Regions from separate parts of the Mus musculus genome. Here regions 1 and 3 are each linked to region 2. Evidence: chromatin contacts called from public promoter capture Hi-C data. All regions are on one chromosome and are shown on one strand. Each heading gives the region's core, a stretch centred on a gene start, on an enhancer-like site or on the middle of the called end of the contact. The rest is flanking DNA. Distances are from core to core; before and after follow the strand shown. Region 1 holds the start of Rilp (Rab interacting lysosomal protein). Region 2 holds the start of Crk (v-crk avian sarcoma virus CT10 oncogene homolog). Region 3 holds the start of Prpf8 (pre-mRNA processing factor 8).

Evidence for each region. Capture Hi-C pulls out chosen DNA fragments and counts their contacts.
Region 1: a contact with region 2 is called in a promoter capture Hi-C map of adipose tissue. The contact joins the promoter of Rilp here to the promoter of Crk in region 2. A contact is called at or near these places in 8 of 39 promoter capture datasets (3T3-L1-derived adipocytes, embryonic stem cells, hippocampal neurons and 3 more), 6 of 484 Hi-C or Micro-C datasets (CD4 T cells, embryonic stem cells, group 2 innate lymphoid cells and 2 more), 6 of 115 datasets of contacts at active chromatin or transcription factors (bone marrow-derived macrophages, embryonic stem cells, epiblast stem cells and 3 more) and 4 of 9 other capture datasets (adipose tissue, liver, macrophages and 1 more).
Region 3: a promoter capture Hi-C map of adipose tissue shows a contact between it and region 2. The contact joins the promoter of Prpf8 here to the promoter of Crk in region 2. A contact is called at or near these places in 7 of 39 promoter capture datasets (the 3T3-L1 cell line, the C10 cell line, the HPC-7 cell line and 3 more), 2 of 484 Hi-C or Micro-C datasets (CD8 T cells and natural killer cells), 3 of 115 datasets of contacts at active chromatin or transcription factors (effector CD8 T cells, extraembryonic endoderm stem cells and pancreatic cancer cells) and 3 of 9 other capture datasets (adipose tissue, liver and pancreatic islet).

What each region holds. Positions count from the first base shown.
Region 1 is chr11:75,507,376-75,511,844 of GRCm38.p6, reverse strand. It overlaps Rilp (Rab interacting lysosomal protein), which reads right to left and starts at 1,751. Exons shown (of 8, transcript NM_001029938.2): 1 at 1,473-1,751; 2 at 1,308-1,401; 3 at 1,107-1,213; 4 at 838-1,023; 5 at 411-556; 6 at 1-65. The coding sequence starts at 1,697. Prpf8 (pre-mRNA processing factor 8) reads right to left here. Exons shown (of 42, transcript NM_138659.2): 39 at 3,431-3,571; 40 at 3,185-3,324; 41 at 2,876-3,078; 42 at 2,398-2,710. The coding sequence ends at 2,556.
Region 2 is chr11:75,677,850-75,682,309 of GRCm38.p6, reverse strand. It overlaps Crk (v-crk avian sarcoma virus CT10 oncogene homolog), which reads right to left and starts at 3,051. Exons shown (of 3, transcript NM_133656.5): 1 at 2,646-3,051. The coding sequence starts at 2,886.
Region 3 is chr11:75,485,496-75,489,436 of GRCm38.p6, reverse strand. Prpf8 (pre-mRNA processing factor 8) reads right to left here and starts at 2,660. Exons shown (of 42, transcript NM_138659.2): 1 at 2,246-2,660; 2 at 1,644-1,812. The coding sequence starts at 2,345.

The DNA of each region.
Region 1 (4,469 bases), core at 502-3,001, 170 kb after region 2:
TCTTGACTGCCACCTTCATGGCTTCAAGCAGAAGCCCAGGAACACGGTGATCTGTGAGCAGCTCTCTAGAGAAGCAGGAAGGGAAGAAAGTGGGAAGGCCAACAGGAGGTGTCAATCAAGTACCTGAGCTCTGCTCACTGTTTCCCCTGGAAACCCGTGAAAGCTCTATACCGCCAACACCTCTGAAATGAGCTTAGATGGCCCCTCCTAAGGATAAGGCTTGCTGCTTCAGTTTGGTGACCCCTGGTGCTGCCCTGTTTGAGTGAGGTTCCAGAAGGGCAAGGACTGTGGAAGTTACTTCTTCCCAGTGCCTGAGCAGGACCCTGGCAATTGTCACTGCTGATCTATAAACGATCCAAAAAATAAGGTGGGGTGACCAGGAACAGGCATCCTGGCTTCCAGTCCCTCACCGCTGGAAGTACGCCAACTCCTCCTTGAGCAAGAACACGTTGGCTTTGAGCTCATTCCGCTCCTGAAGGATTTGCTTAAGCTCTTCCCTGCTGAATCCACACTGGACAGCTTCTGGAAGGTTCCCTGGCTGCTTCTGAGTATCCACCTGTACAAGGTCAGGAATGGTCAGAGAGCAGTCTGTCTTAGCTCTTCCCTAAGTCCCAGCGCTCACAATAATATTATGGGAAGTGTCTGCTGGGAAAACTTAGAGGACAAAGTTGCTGCTACATAGGTGTACATAGCACACAACTGCTGTTGCTACCTTCCAACTTCCTGGGTACCTTCTATACTGCATGGTACATCCATGCCAGGTAAACCCAGGCTGGGTCATCAACTGCTGAATGCTGTGAGCTCTGGGATGTATTTTGACTTCGCTCCGTCTCTTACCGGGTCATCTGAGGTTGCCGCATCAGGTTCCAAGCTCTGTTCTTTAGCCAGCTGGCTGGAGCCATCCTGAGCTATCTGGCGCTCCCTCTCCCGGTCCTGGGCGGCCCTCAACTGGGTCTGCACTGCAGCCAGCTTGTGCCGCAGCTCAGAGTTGATCAGCAGGAGGCGCTGTAGCTGTTCCTGCAGCTAGGGGGTGGAGCGAGAGAGCTAGGGGCGGGGCTCCGAGGGCCGTAGCGGCCCCACCCCACTCCGCCTGGCCCCGCCCTCACCGCTTCGGTCTCTTGGCTTCGGCGCTGCAGATCTCGGTTGTGTGCCCGAAGCTCATCCCGCTGTCTGTCTGTCACCTCCTTGAGCTGTCGGAGCAGCGCGCGCTCCTCTGAGGAAGGGGTGTCTTTAGCACTACCGATCTCTGGGGTACGCAGGCCCCGGCTGCCCCCAGCTCGCTCTGCTCCGGTGGGACCCTCACTCACCCTGCGGCCCGGAGCCTAGCTCCTGGCGGAGGCGTTGGTTCTCCTCGCGCAGCCGCCGCAGCTCCACTTCTGCCTGCTGTGCGGACACCTGCAGCTGGGGGAGCCAGGGGTCTCAGGGTTAGGCCTGCCGGCTCTCAGGGGTAAAAGGAGGAGCCGGTGACTCACCGAGTCCGGAGCCGGCCCCACGGCGGCCTTTTCCAAGAGCTCCAGCGCCCGCACGACTAGTGGCACCAGCCCAGCCGCCGCGTCGGGTCCGAAGCGGCGTGCCAGCCCCTGTAGCTCAGTGCCCAGAGCCCCCGCTAGATGGTACACGAGCTCGGCGGCTGACCCTGCGCCCACTGAAGAAGAGGCCTGACTGGGTAGCCTGGGCGCTGCCCTCCTGGGCTCCATTTTTTCCTCTCTTAAGGTCAAAAGCCACCCACACCCTTAACTGGTGCAGGAAAAAGCTTAACAGTTCCGGCCCAGGAAGTTTAGGGCCATAAGGGGCGGGGTAGAAGCAACCCGGGAGGAACAAATAGGGAAAAAGGCCCTGGAGTGGGAGAGTGCTCTGGGCTCCCTGTGCCCTACAAGGTCACTGGATACAGGTCGGCCAACTTCCAGGCAGGTATCCAAGAGTTGAGGACTAGAGCTGTAAGTGGTCACTTCAGGCAAGCCCTCCCCATAGCGCCTGACCCGGGCTCCACCCCTGGACTTGGCTGCCAAGAGGTGAAAGACTGAAGGTCAGCAAACAGCCTCTACTGGACTGCAGGGACAGTCACTTAAGTATGTTCCCCCACTAGGAACCACACAGTTTACAAAAATGAACGAGACCGGGCACTACAGCTATAGGAGGACCACACAGTCCAAGAAGTGATGTTGAAAATAGGTAGACTCCAAGTACTTTTACAGAGAAACCAGCAAATATGCTCAAAGTAATAAGCCAGCCCCAACTCAGCTCCCTGAGTCTAGGGAGCCTCTAAGCCTCCAGCGGAGAAGGCCTCAAGGCTCTGAAGGCAGGGCCCAGTACCTTGCTGTCAACTGCCCAAGCTAGTCCCCAATCCTCAAACGCCTATGCCCAGAATTTGACCTCATAACAGCAAGAAAACAAAAGCACTATTTATAAAATTTATTACATTTTGTTCAGGATTACAATCTATCAACAACACAAGCACAGAACGCAAAGGGGCTGACTGCTGAATGTCAGCAGCTTGTCTGGGGAGGGCGTTCAAGAGGCTCCAGGCTTTGGGGATCTGAAGCAGAAGGAAGTAACTAGGCATAGAGGTCCTCTCTGTCTGCAGAGTAGACCTCACCCTCCTGCAGAAGGGCGAAGTTGAGGAAGTGGGAGGGCCTGTGGACCTCATGGTAGAATTCCTTGGGGTTTGCCAGCTGCAGCTCGTATTTCATGTTGGGATCATGTCGAACACCTAATGGGAGGGGAAACATCAGAAGTTAATAAGGTTCTGCCTGCCTCACCCAGCCTGGGCCCCTGGACCGTTTCCAAGGCAGCCAGACCTCAAGATGACAAGATGACCAAGCATGCTGGTCACCTGTCTCTACCCCACACTTCCTAGGCACACACAACCACGTACCCATAAAGTTGTAGTTCCAGGAGGACTGGGCGGGGACCATGAAGAAGCCGAGGAATCGGTCAGACAGGAGCATCTGAACCCTCTCGTAGTGCGAGGGTAGGTAGCCTTTGGGGTTGTTGCCTTTGTCTGTGTTCTGCCGGCCCCACTCATACCCACTGGGTGTCAGCTTGTAGGCTGTCAGTGTGCAGGAGCCTGGTGTGAAGCTGGGGTGGGGGGGACAGGGACAGGGTAAGCGCTCAAGCCACCAATCCAGGTCCTGGCCTGCAATGCCTGCTCTATAATATTTCCACCCAAGAGGCCCACACCAACCTGCACGTGATGATAATAGTCTTCTCCCCATCCCAAGATGGGTTGTCAGCCATGATTTTGGCATGAGTGGTGACATCTTGGGGTGATAGCTGGGGGGATTCATTGGGCTGAGTGTGGATCCAACCTAAGGGTTCCATCTCCTGTAGGCAAACAGCAATAAAGAGATGTTCAACCCATCTGCAGACAAATGTCCCCCATTAGGGTAGCACGACAGTGAGTGCACTCCCAGGCTCCACCACCACTAACCTTGAGGTACTCATGCTGGGGCAGCTGGCTGGGCAGGTGCACAGTCTGGTGCGTGCCCCACTGCGGCACCATCACAATACAACGGATCTCCTTCACCTGAGGGTTATCTGGAGGGCTCACCCCATACAGGTATCCTGCAATCTAGAGATGAGATCAGAAGGTATTCTTAGTACCAACCCAGAATGCCAGAAGTTTTTAAAATTTTATTGTTGGGGCTGGAGAGATGGCTCACTGGTTAAGAGTACTGGTTGCTCTTCCAGAGGACCTGCCACATGGTGGCCTACAACTGTCTGCAACTCCAGTTTTAGGACCTTCTTTTGCTCTCTACAGGTACTGCCTGAATATGGTGTACAGAAAAAACTCCTACATACAAAAATATTTTTAGCCGGGCGTGGTGTCACACACCTTTAATCCCAGCACTTGGGAGGCAGAGGCAGGTGGATTTCTGAGTTCGAGACCCGCCTGGTCTACAAAGCGAGTTCCAGGACAGCCAGGGCTACACAGAGAAACCCTGTCTCAAAAACAAAAATGTTTTTAATGTATTATTATTCTGTATGGCACTGAGTGTATGTGAAGGTCAGAGGAAAATTCTATGGGACAGGCTCTCCTTTCACCTATACAGGGGTTCTGGAGCATCAAACTCAGCTTGTCCGGCTCCTGTGAGAAGTGCTTCACCCACTGAGCCACCTCAGCGGCCTCAGGGTTTTTTTCTTCTCAAGAAACCAAACCCAGGTGTGCATAGGTAATGCATCCCGGGTAAGCATTCTGTGGTTGAGCTTTCTCTATATCTGTAGCCTTTTTTTTTTTTTTAAAGATTTATTTATTTATTATATGTAAGTACACTGTAGCTATCTTCAGACACTCCAGAAGAGGGTGTCAGATCTCACTGCAGATGGTTGTGAGCCACCATGTGGTTGCTGGGATTTGAACTCAGCACCTCTGGAAGGGCAGTCAGTGCTCTTAACCACTGAGCCATCTGTCTCTCTGTCTCTCTCTCTCTGTCTCTCTCTCTCTCTCTCTGAAACAGGGTCTCGCTATG
Region 2 (4,460 bases), core at 1,802-4,301:
ATACTGAATGTTACAAGTTACTAGATTTCTAGTTCCTCTCCCCCTGCACCAAGAAAATACTTTAATAAATGGAGATTGTAATATTTCACTCATTGGATTGTTTCACTGACAGTGAATTATATAAGGCATACACCACATTTAGCAAAGCATCTAGCATACAATAATCAACCAATAAGTGTTAACTATTAAAATTATACACTATACACGCCTCTCTAAAACTCAAGTAATTCCTGTGTGGCTTCAAAAGAAAACCAGCTTAATGGGGAGAAGGACAGCGATTAAGTAACCATCATAAAGACAGCAAGCAGCTGGGCAGTGGTGGCGCATGCCTTTAATTCCAGCACTTGGGAGGCAGAGGCAGATGGATTTCTGAGTTCGAGGCCAGCCTGGTCTACAAAGTGAGTTCCAGGACAGCCAGAGCTACACAGAGAAACCCTGTCTCGAACAAACAAAAAACAAACAAACAAACAACAACAACAAAAACTAGCAAGTGAACTGACTGACCTATAGAGAAATTGGGGAACGTGACAGAACAAATTGCCACAAAGCCAATGAACTTTCCACACCTAACCCACAAACTGGCAATCTTCTCCTCTTTGAGGCCAACCACCTATTTTGAAAAGGTGGAGCTACTGAGATATAAAACCACAATGCCCAGGTATAGAGAACTATTAAACTAATAAGCCTGCCTAATGCTTTTCCCACATTTTCTAATAAAATACAGAGAAAGCAGAGGACTGAATCCCTCACCCCCAACTATTGGGAATAAAACCTAGCCTGCCCAAATGCCAGGCAAATAAACTACCACTCAACTAGATCCCCAGTCACAACCCTTCACATAACTTTTACTTTGAGGCAGTCTTTCTAAGTTTCCCAGGATGGCCTGGAACTTTTAAAAATCTTCTTGCACCAGCCTCCTAGGTGCCAAGATTAGAAGCATGAACTATGAAATCTGGATGAGAATTGAATTTCATCTTACTATTTCATCTTACTATTGCACTTAGCACAAAACAATAGATTATTTTACAGATAGCACAAATATAGAATTTACTTTGTTTAGGGCAATTGTGTTGCATTAATATTCCTATCTGATTTTATATTATCAAACCAACAAGGGGCTGGAGATGGTTAAGAGCACTGACTGCTCTTCCAGAGGTCCTGAGTTCAAATCCCAGCAACCACATGGTGGCTTCCAACCATCTGTAATGAGATCTGATACCCTCTTCTGGTGTGTCTGAAGACAGCTACAGTGTACTTACATATAATAAATAAATCTTAAAAAAAAAAAAAACAACAAGACGTAGAAAGGTCTATATCTGTTAACTAAAAAGACTTCAATACTCAAATTTTCCCCTTAACTTGTGTGCTAACACAAAGAACCGTCGAATCCCACTTTGTGGCCAAAGGGAGTAAATCTAAATTAGAGCTATCCCAAAAATGCAAGTCTGCTACAAGGCTAACCAGTGAGTCTCCATTCATGAGACTAGCTCAGCTCTAGAAGGAAAAAGCTTACACTTCAAACATCCAGAAAGCAAGAAGCTTGGTGCTGTTATACACAGAGACAACAGAAATCTCAGAATCACTGTTCATCTCATAAACGTCAAGGGCTAAGTGCATGAATTCCCTTAACATTGCCAAGACAACTGCAATAAGACAGCTAAGACAGTTAAAACTCAATGGTCCTTGACGAGGAAACAGTGGGATAATTATTCTTGGTGTTTATCTGCTAGCCAGGTCTGTTCTCATATCCTGGAAGATTTTGACCACAACACCAACTTAGAGAGCAAGAAAAGACCCAGAAGTACGTGTCTGACACTTTTTAAGTAAATCCAGGGAGAATGAAGTGCCATTCACTTCCAAGGTTGTTCTCACTGGCTTATGCCTGTTTGTTTGTTTGTTTGTTTGTTTTCTAAAGGAAAAAAATCTTCCTCCACTAATCACTTTGAAACTAGAAACTCTAGTTGCAGCGGGCAGTTTTTTTGGACACTTAAAACCTCTTGGACACAATTTGCCTGCTAGGCTTCAATTACGCGGGGCTGGTCACAGAAGGATTTTTTTTCTATCACCAAGTCACTTAGTTCACCACCTTCCACAAGGGAAGAGCACGGTAAAGATATTTTGGAAAAATGCCCAAGAAAGGAAAAAGCTGACCGGCTTCCTGAGGGTGTCTCCATCCCTCCCAGCCAGCCAGTCAGTACGTGGTGACTTCCTACCGAAGGCCACCAGGGGAGTATGGCCAAACCCGGCTCTAACACTGCAGGAAACGTTTCAAGCCTAAAAGCCACTTGTAGGATTAGCAGAGCCATTCTGAGTACCACTGCCAAATGATGTCCCCGTAACATCCCCATTAACTCATTGTCCCCAAGTTGCCTAGCCCTGCCCTGCCCTTGGGCCTGACCCTGGCGCCCAGCCCCACCCCGGGGCCGCAGCAGTTCCCCTTCCCCGGCTCCCAAGGCACACCCAGAGGCCTCGGTGAGCAGCTCCTCCTCCCCCACAATCCCGCTCATCGGTGGGAACCAGCTTGCTCAGAAGACAGCTCCCCCGCCAGGTTCACTCTAGCCCTCTCTGCCCACGTCCCTCCTGCAGCAGACCAGGGTTCTACGGCCCTCACCCCCGCCCGGGCCTCCCACCCGCCTGTCCCTCACCCGGCGGAGGCTGAGCGGGCGACGGAGGCACTGGAGGGCGCGGGCCGCTGCTGTTGATGATGTAGTGGGAGACGCGCGAGTTTTCGGAGACGCTAAGCACATAGTCCCCGGGGCTGGTGCTCGAGTCCCGCACCAGGAACACCCCGTGCCGCTGGCCCTGCAATAGCGCCACCGCCTCCTGCCGGCTCAGGCGGCCCCAGTACCAGCTACTCCGCTCCTCCGAGTCGAAGTTGCCCGCCATGGCCGCCTCCGCGCTTTCACGCTGGGCCGCCGCCGGCACGCGCGCCCCTCCAGCCCTGGCGCCCGCCGCCCAGCGGACCGGCTCCGGTGTCAGCCTCCCAGCAGCGCCCGAAATGGCGGCGGCGGCCGCGGGCCTTCCCCACCGGAAATGACGCGCCCTCTACCCGAGGGAGGCTGCCGGGAAGGGGACCGACGCCCGCCATTGGGAGAAGGGAAACGGAGTCCTTGGGGCCCTCAGTGCGCATGCGGCGTCCTGGGCGTCGCCGCCAGGCCCAGACCCCAACCGCGGAGGATGGGGAGGCGGAGTCTAGGTCTAAGGGGCGGAGCCTCAACCTACAAATTGACTGATCCGTGTTTGACAGATTGGTAGCGGCCGGTCTTTTCTCCCAGAACCTACAAGTAGCAACACCAAGAAAAGGACTGAAGTTAAAAAAGATGATGTGGTCCGAGGATGATAGTCGCCCTCAAAGCTCCCTGACTTGCTGGTCTTTTCCCCGTGTTTCCTTCGGTTTCCCCCGAGGTCAGCTGAAGTTCTTGTTATCTATGAGCAGCCACAGATACCGCATTTGCCGCGCAGGTGCAGTGCTGACCCAGACTGGCTTTAAGTCACTGAATTCACACACCTATGGGAGGGACCAGGAAACAACATCTGCTATGGGGGCGGGGGGGGGGCAGAAACACAAGGAAATCAACTAAGTAGTCCTGGAGAGACCCAAGGGCTGGGTAAAGTGACTCATGACAGTTATCCCAACCTCTCAGGAGTTGAGACAGGAGGATCCCTGTGAGTCTGAGGCCCTGTATTATAAAACCAAAACAAATAAGAGGAAGGGGTCCACAGATAAGATGACCTAGGGTGAATGGTAGGATGTTAAATGAAGTGGGGAAGGGTACTCAAGGCAAAGAAAACAAAATGCCCAGCCAGGCCAAAAAAAAAAAAAAAAAAAAATGGAGTTCTCTCTATTGGGGCTCCCATATCCACCAGCCAGATTTTTTTTTAAACTCTCAGTTGTAGCCAGGTGTATCTCCTACTTTTACTTCCTTCATGATCATCTTCATCTATCTCAAAAAATTAATAAAAAAATGGGGGAGGGAAGGGTTTCTCTGTATAGCTCTTGCTATCCTGGAATTCACTTTATAGACCAGGCTGACCTCGAACCCAAAGATCCACCTGCCTCTGCCTCCCAGTGCTGGGATTAAAGGTGTGTGCCACCATTGCATAGCTGTTACTACTGTGTTTTGTATATAGTGAGACCCGGTCTCACTACAAAACCAAAGTTATCCTTAGCCTAGTCAATAGCTCCGGCCTTCCAGAGCTCCCACCCATAGTCTGGGCCAGCCCTGGGAGAGACAGCAGGGAAAAGGGCCCCTTCCTTGTTACCAGTGACTCATCTTGATCTAGCTTAGTCACCAGGAACTAGCAGCAGAAGCCATCCAGTGTAAATTCTGGCCCTTTGGGGCAAATGACTATCCTCTCTCCCTTTTCAGGACAGCTGAGCTTCAAGGCAAGACCTTACAAGAGACTCTGGGAAACAACAAATCCAATTCCCAGGATAAGTGAAAAGGAAAGAGAGATTT
Region 3 (3,941 bases), core at 1,411-3,910, 190 kb after region 2:
CCATTTGTCTCTCATCCATCATACCACTAAACTTATACTCCTAAAAAAAAAAAAAAAAAAAAAAAAAAAGGACCAATACGGTCTATTCACTGAAGACCAAAAGCAAGTTTCAATAATAACAGTAATAATGTTTATTGTTGTTTGTTTGAGACAGGGTCCCACCGTATAGCCCTGGCTGGCCTGAAACTCACTGTATAGAACAGAAGTCTCACCTATCTCTGTCTCCCATGCACAGAGACTAAATGCCTGTGCCACCACACGTGGCTTTGCTGTTTTTGATGGAGCATCTCACCAGGTAGTTCAAACTGGCCTCAAGCCCATGATTCTCCTGCCTCTGCAGCTAAGGGCAGAGATTACATGCAAACACTACCACGGCTGCTTAAGTTATTTTTGTTGTTGATGTTTTATTTTTTAGGACAGAGTTTCTCTGTCCAGCCTTATCAGTTATAGAACTCACTCTGTAAACCAGGCCATCCTCAAACTCAAAGTAATCAGACTCCCAAGTGCTGGGGTTACAGGCGTATGCTATTACCTTGCCCGGCAAGAAGTTGTTGTTATTGTTATTTCTTTTTTTTTTTTTTTTGCCGTCGTACTTTTATTCACATCATGTATTGTTATTTCTATTAATGGTTTTTTCAAGACAGAGTTTCTCTATATAGCTCTGGCTGTCTTGGAACTCACTCGGTAGACCAGGCTGGCCTTGAACTCTGAAATCAGCCTGCTTCTGCCTCTCGAGTGCTGGGATTCAAGGCGTGCACCACCACTGCCTGGCTAAGAAATTATTTTTTGGCTAAGAAATTATTTTTTGCAATAAAACTCTCAAGGTGGGGCTAGAAAGATGGCTCAGCAGTTAAGAGCACTGATTGCTCTTCCAAAGGTCCTGAGTTCAATTCCCAGCACCCACATGGTGGCTTACAACCATTTGTGATGGGATCTGATGCCCTCTTCTGGTGTGTCTGAAGACATCTACAGTACACTCATATAAATGAATTAAATAAATCTTTAAAAAGGAAAAAAAACAAAAACAAAACAAAACAAAAAAACTTCCAAGGCTTCCCCCACATCAATTAATTAACAGGCCAAATTTTTGTATCCAAATGGAATGTTAAGAATCTCTGCAGCTTGAGGTGGAAGAATTAACAGTAAAAGAGCGACCCCAGGAATGAACTATCCTAAACCTCTGAATGATAGTGACCAAAGAGGCATCCAGAATGCCTAGTGTCTTAATTTGAGCTTCAAACAGTTCCACAATACCAGACATTTTACAACAACACCAGCAGGGCAAAGCAAAACAATCAATGGCATAGGTAGACGATCTGGAAACTATCACAGAATCCCAGTGGTCCTAGCCTTACTCCTACAGTCATCCTATGTACAGCCTAGAGCCATGTTCCATGCTGGACACGGTGACATCTGCCTTCAATCCCAGCTCTTTGGAGGCAGAGGCATGGGGATCCCTATCGGTTAAAGGGCAGCCCGGTCTACAGAGCTAAATCCAGGGCAAAAATGCCCACACAGGGAAACTGTCTCAGTTAAAAAGTCACATTCCAAATGCTAGTCCCTCTATCCAGCACTGTCAATGAAGGGGCAGAGGAAGGAAAGAAGTCAAACTCCATATGATATTATCCTGGGATGTTACTCACCCCAAATAGACCCTTTTGTCATGACGGAACTTCCTGTTGGTCATGTCTCCATGGTCTCGAATGATCTTCCTGACATGTTCTGGTGGCATGTCTTCCTTCTGAGCATCCACAAACCCAAATTTCCGCTTCTCTGCATATCGCTTGGCCTGCAACTGCTGCCATTTTCGAGCTAGAAAAGCACCTCAGCTTAAAGGGCTGCACACATTTACCCTAATTATCCCTAACTCTTGCCCTGGGGCAACCCTCGGCATGCTGTGAAGAGAAATACTCACTGCCAAGTATCCTGCCATTTTACTACCCCAAACCACCTGATATTTTTGCTATAGATGTTTTGGGGAGGGTTGTTGTCTAATTCCTACATAGTAATGCAAACCCTATAAGGAAACAGGTTTTATCGTCATTGATGCATTTTACACACACACACGTACACAATAAGCTCCTGCAAAATAACAGGCACTTCCAAACTTTCAATGATTGGACTCAATTTTTAAAAATGTAAATACTGCTAATAAGCACACCCCTGATGACCTGCCTATGGAGGGAAGAAATGAAACCCGCCTACACGTTCGAGCCCGCGCACGCCGTTCCCGTTCGCCTCTCACCTTTCTCCTGCAGCTTCTCCTCTGACATATAATCCGGCAGCGGGGCTAGAGGGCCGGGCACCGGGTTACCCGGCCCTCGGTAAGGAAACACTCCGGCCATGCCGGGAGAATCTGGGATAGAGAGGCAGGCCAAAACTAATGAGCTAGGCCCGGGCCCACAAGGGGCAGATGGAACACGTCCGGAGCCCCCTGGCCTGCACTCTAGCCGGGCTGAGCGCTCGGGACCCGGGCCTGGCGCAGCTCCTCGGGCCGCTCGGCCCACTCGATTACCTTGCGCTCAGCCTCAGACGCCCACCACCCACCTGTCGCCCCTCACTCAGGTAGCGGCTAGGCTCGCAGAGCAATGGCGGAAAGACGACGTCCGCTCCGCGTTCCCAACTCCAGGAAGTGCGCAACCAGGCTCAGAAGCTCATCCAATAGACGCCGAGATGCTCTGATGGATTAGCGACATCTCCAATTGACGTTGCAGCCCGAGCCGGAGAGGCGGGTCTAAAAGCGGATTTCAGGGCGAGGGGTGTGGTCAGGGTAGGCTCACGCCCCGCCTTCTGCCAGTCAGTTTAGGAGCCCTCTCTAATAGATCTGACATTTAATTGGCTATTGATATTGTTCCTCAAAAGCCAAAGCCATACAATTTTAATAAGTTTGCGTACGTTGCACATTTCCCCTATATTTATTCTCATGAATTCAGAGCTGATATGTAGTACTAACTCCTACTCAATGAATCCTTTGTTCTTCTATTCCTTCATTACATTACTGTTAATAGTGGTAACTATGTACCAAAGAGTCAAATAACTCTTGGACCATCCAAGGCAGAAGGAAGGCTGGCAAAAATGTATGATGATCTGGGATGGGAATGTACTTCAGTTTGTACAGGAGGCCCTTGGTTCATTCCATTTCTGGCAATGCATAGACCTGTAGGATCTCAGCACTGGTGGGGGGTGGGGGGTGGGGGTGGAGGGGCGGGAGGTTAAAGGCAGAATAGTCATAAATTCAAAGTCTGGTCCTGGAAAGAGGACTAAACGATTAAGAGCTTTAGCTGTTCTTCTAGAGAACCTGGTGTGATCCCCAGCACATGGTGCCTCACGACTGTCCGAAACTCTGATTCTAGGGGGATCTGAAAACCCTCTTCTGCCCTCTGTAGATACAGAACACACATGGTGCACATACATACATGCAACCCAAACAACCCATATACATAAAATATTTTTTTTTCAAAAAGACATTCAAATTCTTCCTCGGCTATATAGTGTTTACCAAACCTCAAAAACAAAACAAAACAAAACAAAACAAAGAATCATTAATGTTTTGCCTTCATGTATGTCTGCCCACCACGGACATGCCTGGTACCCAGGGAGATTAAAAGAAGACATTAGCTCCCCTGGAATGGAGATAGGTATGATCTACCACTTGGGTGCTGGGAACCTGGGTCCCCTGCAAAAGCAGTAAATCTTTTTAACCCCTAAGCTGTCTCTCCCAACGCCTAAAGATTCTTGTAACACAGCATGATGAGCACTGGCAAGCATAGCATGGTAATCTGACTTCAGGGCGCCAGATTTTGAGCTTAATGCTTGATTATTAGAAGTAACGTACTAGATTTAATGCCTGGAGCTTCAAGCAACAAAATTAACTGAAGAATAAAAATAAAAACCCTGCCAGCCATGATGGTAATCCCAGAACTTGAGAGGCAGAGGCAGGT